Linked DNA regions of Sus scrofa: region 2 is linked to region 1. A link is a contact called in public Hi-C data. All regions are on one chromosome and are shown on one strand. The core of a region is the stretch at or near the end of the contact, and the rest is flanking DNA. Distances in the headings are between cores, read along the strand shown.

Region 1 (4,580 bases), core at 1,126-3,625:
AATAACAAAAATAGCCAATTCCTGAAATCTCAGATTACGTTATCCAAATTCTTCCCAAGACTTTCCTTTTTCACATATTCTGAAATAATCAGTTCTAAGACATAAAAGCCTTGACTCTTTTTCTTTTATTATATTTTCTCAAATAAACTTCCCCAAAGGAAGATATTTTAAGAGCATTTTCAAACATCTTTGGCATCACATAAAAAAGAAATCTCGTGTAAAAAACGAAATGTCATCTGAACTTTTATAATACAAAGGCGCAATCCAATATGAACATATAAAATATGTACAAATATAGTGCATGGTCAGTCACTTAATACATTTCTCTACAAAAAAAGTAACTTTAGAAATTAAAAAAAACCCCAAAGTAACCAGTTAATCACAAAAGTCCTCTCCCCTCTCCCAGAGTCCAAGTTCCTGTTTAGTGTCCCAAGGGAAGAGAGGTGGGCTGGGGAGTTTGGGGGGAGGGGTGGCTTGAGCCCCTCAGTTCCGCCAAGGCCTCCACATGGAGTCCGCCGTGAGCGAGGGGCCGCTGGAAGGCGACACTGCGTTGGGGCCCACGGAGGTCCCGCTGTTGCTGGTGTAGACTGGGATGACCGGGCCGCTGTGAGCGAAGGCCCCGTTGGGGATGAGGAAGGCAAACTGGCCATCGGGAGCCGGGACCACCTGGAAGCCGCCGAATACCTTTGCCGCCTCTCCAGCCGGGCTGCCCAGCTTGCAGGGCGCGCCGCCGGGAGGGGGCGCCGCACCCCCGGGGATGGGCACCAGTGGCGGTGGCGGCGCGAACGGCGCGTGCTGCGGACCTCCGGGTCCTGGCGGGGGCGGTGGCGGCGCCTGCAAGGCTGGGTGCGGCTGCCCAGGGTAGGTCATGGCGTTGATCTGGGTCATGCAGTTGGCCAGGTGGCCGAGCAGCCGGGTGCGCACCTCGGTGTTAACGCCCTCGCACGTGGACAGGAAGCGGGTCACCTCGTTCATGCACTCACTGAAGCCGGCGCGGTACTTCCCCAGCACGCTCGGGTCTGTGCTTAGCGCGGCTGCGGGCCAGGAGACAGACGGGTCACCGAACGTCCCTGGCCCCGAGGCCACCTCCTCCGCCCTGGGAGGTCCCCGCAGTGCGCCTCCCTGACCACCCGCCCGTAGAACTGCCTCTGGCTACTAGGATGGGCTTAGGAAAAAACAATCGCTTCTCCATCCTAGCTTGGCGACCAAAGCCGAGACGCTCCCTCTCTGCTCTCAGTCGCTCCATTTAAACCGATCTCAACCTCAGATCTGCCTCCCCCTAACCCCCGCGCGATTTGACCTTGGATAATGCCCTTCCCCCCTTCTCCACCACCAAGCCTTATTTTTCCTTCTGTAGTGGAGTGCTAAACCAGATGACCCCAGGCTCCGCGCAGCTTAAAGACCGCCACGCTTCTAAGTCTTTTCGCCCCCACCCGCTTCCCCCTGGCCAAGCCGCCCGCCGCCCTCGCCACTACAACCTCTCTCCCTCCCTTTCCGGAACAGTAACAACTTGGAGTTGTGGCTATAAATAAGCCCCAGACCGTGGGAACGCAAGAATGAGCCAAGGCAGTAAAATGTAGCTGAATGCCTCTCACAACCACGGGCGGAAGTCTGGAAGAAATCACCGCGGGGCGAGAGGGACGCCCGCAGAGGGGGACGCGGCCAGCCGCCCTCACCCGTCATCTGCGCCCGCTGCAGGTTCCGGAGGTGCTTCACTGTCATTTCCAGAATGTCCGCCTTCTCCAGCTTGGAATGCCTCGAGCTCTGCACAGAAAAGGAGGCAAGGGAGGAACGTGAGAGACTGCCAGCGGCCTCGGAGTGCTGGGGGTGGGGGGTCCCTCCTCTCCGCCGCGTCGCCAACATCCCCCAGACCCCGGGTAGAGTAGACCCAGCCCTCCCGCCTAAGGGAACGCAGTGCAGGCGGGGGAGATCTCGCTGACAAAGGGGTTTGGTTCTTAATACCAAAGAAATAGTATTTCAATTTTTTTAATTAAAAAAGGCAATATTACCCACTTACATCTTTTTTAAGAGCATCCAAAATCAGTGTTTTCAGCTGGCTCAGACTTTCATTTATTCTTGCTCTTCGTCTTTTCTCCATGATGGGCTTTGATGACTGTAAAAGGGGAGGGGGGAGGAAAAAGAGCCCTGAGTTCCCATGAGACTTGACATTTCACCCCAGGGTTTAAAGGGAGAAAGGAGCCCCCACCCATCCCGACTTAATCTCTTAGGGGCTGTGGAGAGATACAGGTATTGCCCTTACCTTTCTGTGCTCAGATGCTGTCTTTGGTTTATCCGGTGTCGTGTTGACACTGGCTGGGGTAGCAGCCACCGGGGACGAGGAATTTTTCTCCATTATATCAGCTGGCATTTTCTGTTTTTTTTTTTTTTTTTTTTTTTTTAATCCCTAGAGAATTTTATTTTTGGAGTTCTTCACACCAAAAAAAATTGTTTTGTTTATGTCTCTTTTACTTGAGACTTTCGCAAAGCTACTGAGCAAGTGCTGAAGGTTTATTATATCTTATGGCTACTTGGTGATCGGTAGCGCAATTCCAGGACCAAGGAGAGAGGTAGACGGGGGATTCCGCTGTTATCAGCACCAGCTCCCGGATCCAGTGTGATCCTCAGGCCCTGGCGGCCTCTATATATATCTGGGACTGCACGCGAACGGCTCGTGTGAAACTTCCCAAACTTTCTTTCCCACAGTAACTTTCAGCCAATGGGAGGAGGAGACACGCGGCACCGCTCGTGGACCGCGCCCCCCCATTGGCCGCCAGGCACAAGGCCTGGCGGCCAATGGCGCGCGCCTGAGCCCGGGGCACCAGAGGCTACAACGTCAATCAAAAGGATTTTAACCCTTTGTTACTCTCCCTACTGGGCTTTGCTTTAGAGAGGATTTTTCTGCATTGGGTTTGATCTACTCTAGTTTATTTCTTTGGAGGCTGGGGTCTTTGCTGCTTATTTCCATTCGCGTGTAATAGAGCTGCTTTGACACTAATAAGTTCACTTGAAATATATTTTTAAAAAGGTTTAGAAGGACAGGGATAAAAGATTATAATTGCATGGTTAAAAGAAAAAGGGGGAACATGTGCAAGGGTGTGACTTACAGAAACATCTAAGTGATTTCCCGCTCAGACTCCGCACATTCCGGGGGTGGGGGGTGAAAGTCGACCATGCAGAAAAAGGACAAAATTCCTTTCTGCATGCAGAAAAGGAAAAAGTGCCTCCATCTTACTTACATTTGCAGGTTTTTCAGAGCAAAGTGGTTTTTGATCCCCGCCCTCCACCCCTACCCCAGCCTGTCTCTCATTTCTGTTACGGAGTTGAGGCCTTGAACCTAGCGCTTCCCCAGGAAACAATCAGAATAATTTCCAACTGAGCAGAAAGGAAATGGAATTTCAAATGAAAGATGAACAAGGAGGGCTTTGATGGCAATGCCTCAGGGACGCGCGCGCGTCCTGGCCACCCTTTCCCTTTCCACCCGTGGGCTCTCAGTTTTGCTGCACATAGAGGTGGCGAGCCGAGTGGCAGCCGCTCCCTCCTTCTCGCCCCGCGAGCGACCAGGGCAACCTCGACACCCGTCGCGCGCGGGCCCTTTAAGAGCTACACCAGCCGAGCTGCAGTTTGACATCAGCCGGCCGGCGAGGGCGCGCCTGGAGCCGAAGCACGTGCCAGGATGTTTTATTGCCGCCGCGGCTGCGGCCGGGCCGGGAGGATGTGTGTGTGCGTGCGTGTGTGAGTGTGTGTGCGCGCGCCCCGGGGGCAGGGAGGCGGGGGGCGGCGGCGGGCGGCGGAGCGCGGGGGCTGGTTCCTGGTCCCCGGGAGAAGCCAAGAAGGTAAATAGCAGCTGCTGTGCTCGAGCCTGGGAAAACCCCGCCCCCAGCGCCTGGCCGGGGCTCATTGGCGCGCGCTGCGTGTGGGGTGTGTGTGTGTGTGTGTGTGTGTGTGTGTGTGTGTGTGTGTCCGGGGCCCCCCCTCCTCCGGCCCCCGCCGGGCCAGGAATCCGAGGGGGCGGCGGGCGGGGAGCCGAGCCCCGGCGCTTACCACCCGCCCCCCCCACACCTCCCCCGGGCCAAGGTCAGCCCTTCCGGGCGGGGAGCGCACGCCCTGGGGTGGAGAGTGGGGGATTATTCCAACCCCCCCTCCACCCTTGATTTCGGGCTTGGGGTTTTAACTCTGCCCAGGGCCTCACTAGCAACAGCCCGGGGGAGGGGGAGGGGCCTTCTTGTTTGCTCCTTGCACCCGCCCTCCCTCCCCCGCGGGGCCCCCGGCGCCCGCCGCGGTCACGAGATGCCTGACCGCACTTAGGAAGCGGCCGGGTCAGCCTCCTGCCTCCGCTGGGCGGCTGCGGTTAAAGCGGCTTCGCTCCACCCGCCCCTTCCCCGGGTCCAGGGCGGCCGGGCAGCTCCCCCTCGCTGCGCCCGGGAGGCCGCCGGCGGGCGGCCGGGAGGAGGCGGGCGGTGCGGGCGGCTGCGTGCTGCCGGCTGGCCGGGCCGCGCGCCGGGAGGAGCCGCCGCCGCCGCCGCCGGGTGCCACGTGGCGGGCGCCGGGCCGGGAGCGCCAGGGCTCTGGCGGCGGCCTCC
Region 2 (4,580 bases), core at 1,061-3,560, 130 kb before region 1:
CCTGAAAAAAAATCACCATGTTACGGGAATTGGATGCAAAGGGGCTTTTTCAGCTGTGAGGAGCTGTAGAATGGGACTGAAAGTGCCGTCTGATGGGCCTGGTGAAGGCACCCCGTTTTTTGGGTTAGGTAATGGGGGAGGGGGGGGAGAGGCAGCTGAATGGGATCTTGCCTCATCCCTTCTCCACTAGGAGGAGCACTTGGCACTTCCAGAGTCTGGATTCTCTGTGTGGCTGGACAAGGGTGTGAGTCTGCTCTGCCCCCTCTCCTCCTTCCCCCGTAACCCCAGCCTCCCTGCAGGCTTCCCTCAGGGCAAATGTCTGAGCTGGACCTTCCTCTCCCTCTGCTCCCCACCCCCCATTGGCAGGCTTTCAGGGACCCAGGAGGAGGCCTGGCTGCCAGGAAGGGTGGGGCTGCCAGGCACCGCCCAGCTGCAGTGTGACCCCGCCAGTCCCGGAAACTCTCCAAACCTTGGACCTCAGCGGACATCCGGCAGCTCAGAAGGGTGGCGGCGAGGCTGCCAGGGGGAGCTGAGGGTGTGTGGGATGCGTCTGAGGTGAGACGGAGAAAGCAACAGCCATTTTTCTTCCAATTCTGGAGTCAGAAGGCTCTGGGCAGCCTTCGAAAATGCTTTTCACCCCTGGATGCTGCCATGCATCCTAGACTTACTAATTAAAAAAAAAAGTTACCACTCGTTGAAGAGTGTTTACCAGGTGCTGGGCACTCGCTAAGCTTGTTAACCTACCTGAATCCTTCAACACCTTAATGAGACTAGACTCTTATCATTATATCCTTTTCATAGATGCAGAATCTGAGGCTCGGGGCACACGTCACTTGCTCAAGGTCACATAAATACTAACTGCTGGAGTCTGGATTCAAACCCAGGTGGGTCTAGCTGATTCCAGACCTCAGGTTCTTGACTAGAAGGAAGGAACTGTAGTCAAATCATCCTTGCAGAATGCCTAGTACCTGGCAGGTACCCAGTAAAGATACATTGAACAGAGGCTGATGCATTTTGGGGGGGGGTCTTATTCTCCCCTTTTATCGATTGATGAAATGACACAGACTACGTGTAAGTACTTATCTCCGTGGCAAGCATGTAGTAGGTCCACCTAAATCTAAAGGTGAGTCTCAGCTTTCTCCCTTTCTACATGATATATCTGTGCTCATGAATAATAGTTTCAGAGAACACAGCCTCCCCTTGGGTCTCTGCCTAGGCGGGACTCTTAAAAGTCCCGATTAGACCTCAGCCTAGGAGAGTGAGGGGCCTTGGGGGTGAGGTGGGGGCAGGAAGAGACTGTGACTCTTCTTTTTGAGTCCCAGATGCCATGAGTTTGGGAGTGGGGAGGAAAGACACCTGCTTTCTTTGCTGATGGTGCTGAGGGAGCCCTTCTTTCCGCTTCGATGGAGGTGACCTAGAAGCTTCTGGACCTAGAATCTTGGCTTGCTCAGAGCTCTGAGAGGCTGAGTCCTGCCGTCTGGCCCACATGTGTGAGAAGCACTGATTGTGTCCTAGCACTGAGGGATGCTGGGCAGGTGGGGCCTTGTGAGAGGGGAAGGGGCCTGCGATGGGACAGTGGGCTGACTCCAGGTCCTCTGGTTCCCATGCAGAGCCAGGGTGGCCCTGGCCTGCCTCCTCATACACAGGTAGCTTCCTCAGGAGCCTCCTGGCCTGCCTACCTGACTCTCTTGGTACTTCCTCAGGTACTACCTGACTCTCTTTAAGGTGGTCCTTAGAGAGAGTCCCATATTGCCATCCATTTAACCCTCTCTGCGCTGGGTCTCAACCCACCCACACTGACATGGAGTCAGTCAGAGTCCAGGGGGGAGACATAGCCCATTCCGGAAACCTCAGCAGAGGGAAGCTAGCTGTGAAGACCTTGGAAGAGAGGAAAGGGCAGACTTGGGTGAAAGGCAGCCTTGAGAGTAGCAGCCACAAGAAAATGGCCCCATTCCTGCTGGAAGGGCAGAGAAGAGGTTGTGTTTCCAGAACTCAGAGAGAGCTGGAACCCTGGCAGAAGTCCCCTGGCAGGAATTGGGACCCCAGAGGTGATGCTCCAGATAAAGGGAGAGACAGAGAGAAAGGCTGGTTTCTACCCTCTGTCCTTCCCCCCGGGGGCGGGGGCGGTGGGGAGCCGAGGGTAGAAACCAGTCTTGGTGGGGAATGTGGCCGACAGGGGTCAGCCCCCTGTGAGAGAGGAACACAGAGGGACAGAAGACAGGCAAATGACCCGCCTAATCTCCAGCTAGTCAGACCTTTGGAAAAGAACACATCTTTCCAACCAGTGCTCTGGAGAGCTGGCCCTAGAAAGTAAACTTGCCTCTGGAAAGAGTCCCAGATCCTCTGCCGGTTACTGCAATTAGTGGTCGTGCCCAAGCCTTATCCTGCTGGGAGCCAGGCCGGGAAAGGGAAGTGTTTTTTTTTTTGTTGTTGTTGTTGTTTTTAGGAAGATCTGTTTCCTCTACATTTTTTCAAAGGATAGGGCAACCTCTGGTGCTTCAGTTTCGTGTGAGACCATGATAGCTGTCTTCAGGGGCAGACAGCTCTTTGGCAGGCAGGAAGGCAGACTAGCCTGCTTATTACTGGACTCAGGGTCAGGAGACCTGAGGCTAAGTCTCAGCTCAGACAAGTCACATGCCGTCTTTGAACCTCTGGCTCTACGTCTTTCAAATGCAGACTCTGTGTTTTTCAGGATTCTGTAGAAGTGAGGGACAACTTGTGTGTGTGTGTGTGTGTGTGTGTGTGTGTGTGTGTGTGTGTGTGTGTGTGTTTGTGTCTGTCTTGGGGGCGTTGTAGACCACAGAGTGCTCGGGTGGCAAGGCCTGTGCCTATGAACACAGTGTCACAAGAGAATTGCTCGGCCTGGTTTTGGAGTTGATGTGTCCCCTTGGAGTGGGTGCTTAAAATCCTTGTCTTGTAATCATTGAGTCCAAAAGACAATTGCAGTCAGCTTGTCCAAACTCTCTCCTAAAGGAGGAATCTTCTCGAAGATGATCCTTTCCCCTTTTTCTCCTTTCGTCTTTTTCTCTCTTCTTCCTTCTTTCCACCTCTCTTTCCCTCCTGGGTTTTTTTTTTTTTTTTTTTTTTTTTCTTTTTAGGGCTGCACCATGGCACAGGGACGTTCCCAGGTTAAGGGTCAAATCGAAGCTGCAGCTGCCGGCCTACACCAGAGCCATAGCAACGTGGGATCCAAGCTGCATCTGTGACCTATACCACAGCTCACGGCAATGCCGGATCCTTAACCCGCTGAGCAAGGCTAGGGATCGAACCCGCAGCCTCATGGTTCCTAGTCAGGTTCGTTACTATTGAGAGGCAGTGGGAAGACCCCTCCCTGTTTTTTCTATCCGCCTTCACTCCTCTCTTCCACAAAGATTTGGAGCCTTTACTCTTAGGCAGGCACCGTGCTGGTTTGGTCCTCTGGCAGGAATGAAGACAGACAGCGACCCTCGCAGAGCTTAAAGTCTAGCAACAGGGTGCTCACTACTTAGGGGATGGCCTGTTCGGGGGTTTCATTTTCCCCTATTTAAACTGAATTCTGCCTCCGTAGAATGCTTGTCCTGACCTCTGGAGCTAGAGAGAACAAGTCTGACCCCGTTTCCTATGTCGCCGCCCTTGAAACGTGGGAAAATAAACATGGAACACTCTGAAAATATTCTCACTCTCCAGTTTCCACTTGTGAAGGGGAAGCTGATTCTCCGTGAAGCTAAATTCCTCAAGGGCATGGGGTCAGAGCCCGGGTGGGCTATCATCTGGGTGCGTGGCCCCGTTCCCAGTCCACCTGGGGCGGAGGGAAGCCATGTGCTGGAGGCTCTCACTGGGAAAGAGCGCAGGTGGCAGGGAGGTGGGCCCACATGAAGCAAGGGGGTCTGTCAGAGGGGGGGGCCTGCGAGGCGTGGTCTGGCCGCCTGCCCAGGACAAGCCTGAGCTCCCGGGTTTCTGGTCTGATTCACAGCTTCCTCCCTCCCCAAAGGAATCCCCTTTATAGCTCTCCAGGCCTGACCCCAGCGTCCCTGTGAATGTCATCTGACAGCTGCACGGAGCGCAGCCATGGCTCCTGCGCCGGGTGCCAGCTGGATGTGCTCGGCGGCCGGGGCCCTGGGAGCCACCGCTTGGGATGTCAGAGGAGCGCTGCCCTTCCGTCAGCAGGAAGCCCGGCCGCAAACACTTGGACAGGAAGCCCGGGCGCTGGCCAGCTGAGCCAGCTCTGGTTTCTTCTGCGTCTGAGGCTTTGGCCAAGCGTGGAGGGAGGCGAGCCAGGTGCCGCGGGCGGCACTGACAGCACGGGCGGGCTCCCCCTCGGCCAGCCGGGGATGTGGGTTGAAGGGCGTGAACGGAAAAGCATCATCGAGGCTGGGCCAGAAGAGGTGCTTCCTGGAGGAAGGGTGAGGGAGCAGGGAACACAGCGTCTAGCAGAGCTGAGCCAGCTGGCTGAGGCTCTGCAAAGACCCGCTTCCAGACACAAATGTGTTCCCTTGGGTTCAGACCTCCGGCATAAACTCAGATCAGATCCAATCTGCAGGCTGCCTCCACCTCCGGGAAAACACACTGTCATCTCCCGGGGCGGGGTGTCTGCATGTTCC

The links. Hi-C and Micro-C count contacts between places; a contact is called where the count stands out from the background.
Region 2: a contact with region 1 is called in a Hi-C map of liver, with 12 times the contacts expected there. The contact joins the enhancer-like site here to the promoter of HES1 in region 1. A contact is called at or near these places in 1 of 5 promoter capture datasets (liver), 25 of 47 Hi-C or Micro-C datasets (adipose tissue, alveolar macrophages, brain and 15 more) and 2 of 2 datasets of contacts at active chromatin or transcription factors (alveolar macrophages and skeletal muscle).

Annotation. Positions count from the first base shown.
Region 1 is chr13:131,133,765-131,138,344 of Sscrofa11.1, reverse strand. HES1 (hes family bHLH transcription factor 1) reads right to left here and starts at 2,375. Exons shown (of 4, transcript NM_001195231.1): 1 at 2,261-2,375; 2 at 2,018-2,113; 3 at 1,677-1,764; 4 at 480-1,034. The coding sequence starts at 2,368. The coding sequence ends at 484. LOC102164131 (a long non-coding RNA gene) reads left to right here and starts at 2,766. Exons shown (of 8, transcript XR_002337825.1): 1 at 2,766-3,833.
Region 2 is chr13:131,260,296-131,264,875 of Sscrofa11.1, reverse strand. The region is part of intron 1 of LOC110256390 (a long non-coding RNA gene); the gene reads left to right. Among named protein-coding and RNA genes, the nearest start is that of CPN2, 75 kb to the left of the region's middle. Within about 2 kb of position 2,310, at least 27 of the 83 cell types and tissues checked have an H3K27ac peak or open chromatin away from gene starts, as enhancers often do. A contact at or near this core is called in adipose tissue, fetal liver, liver and 3 more, where this site is marked.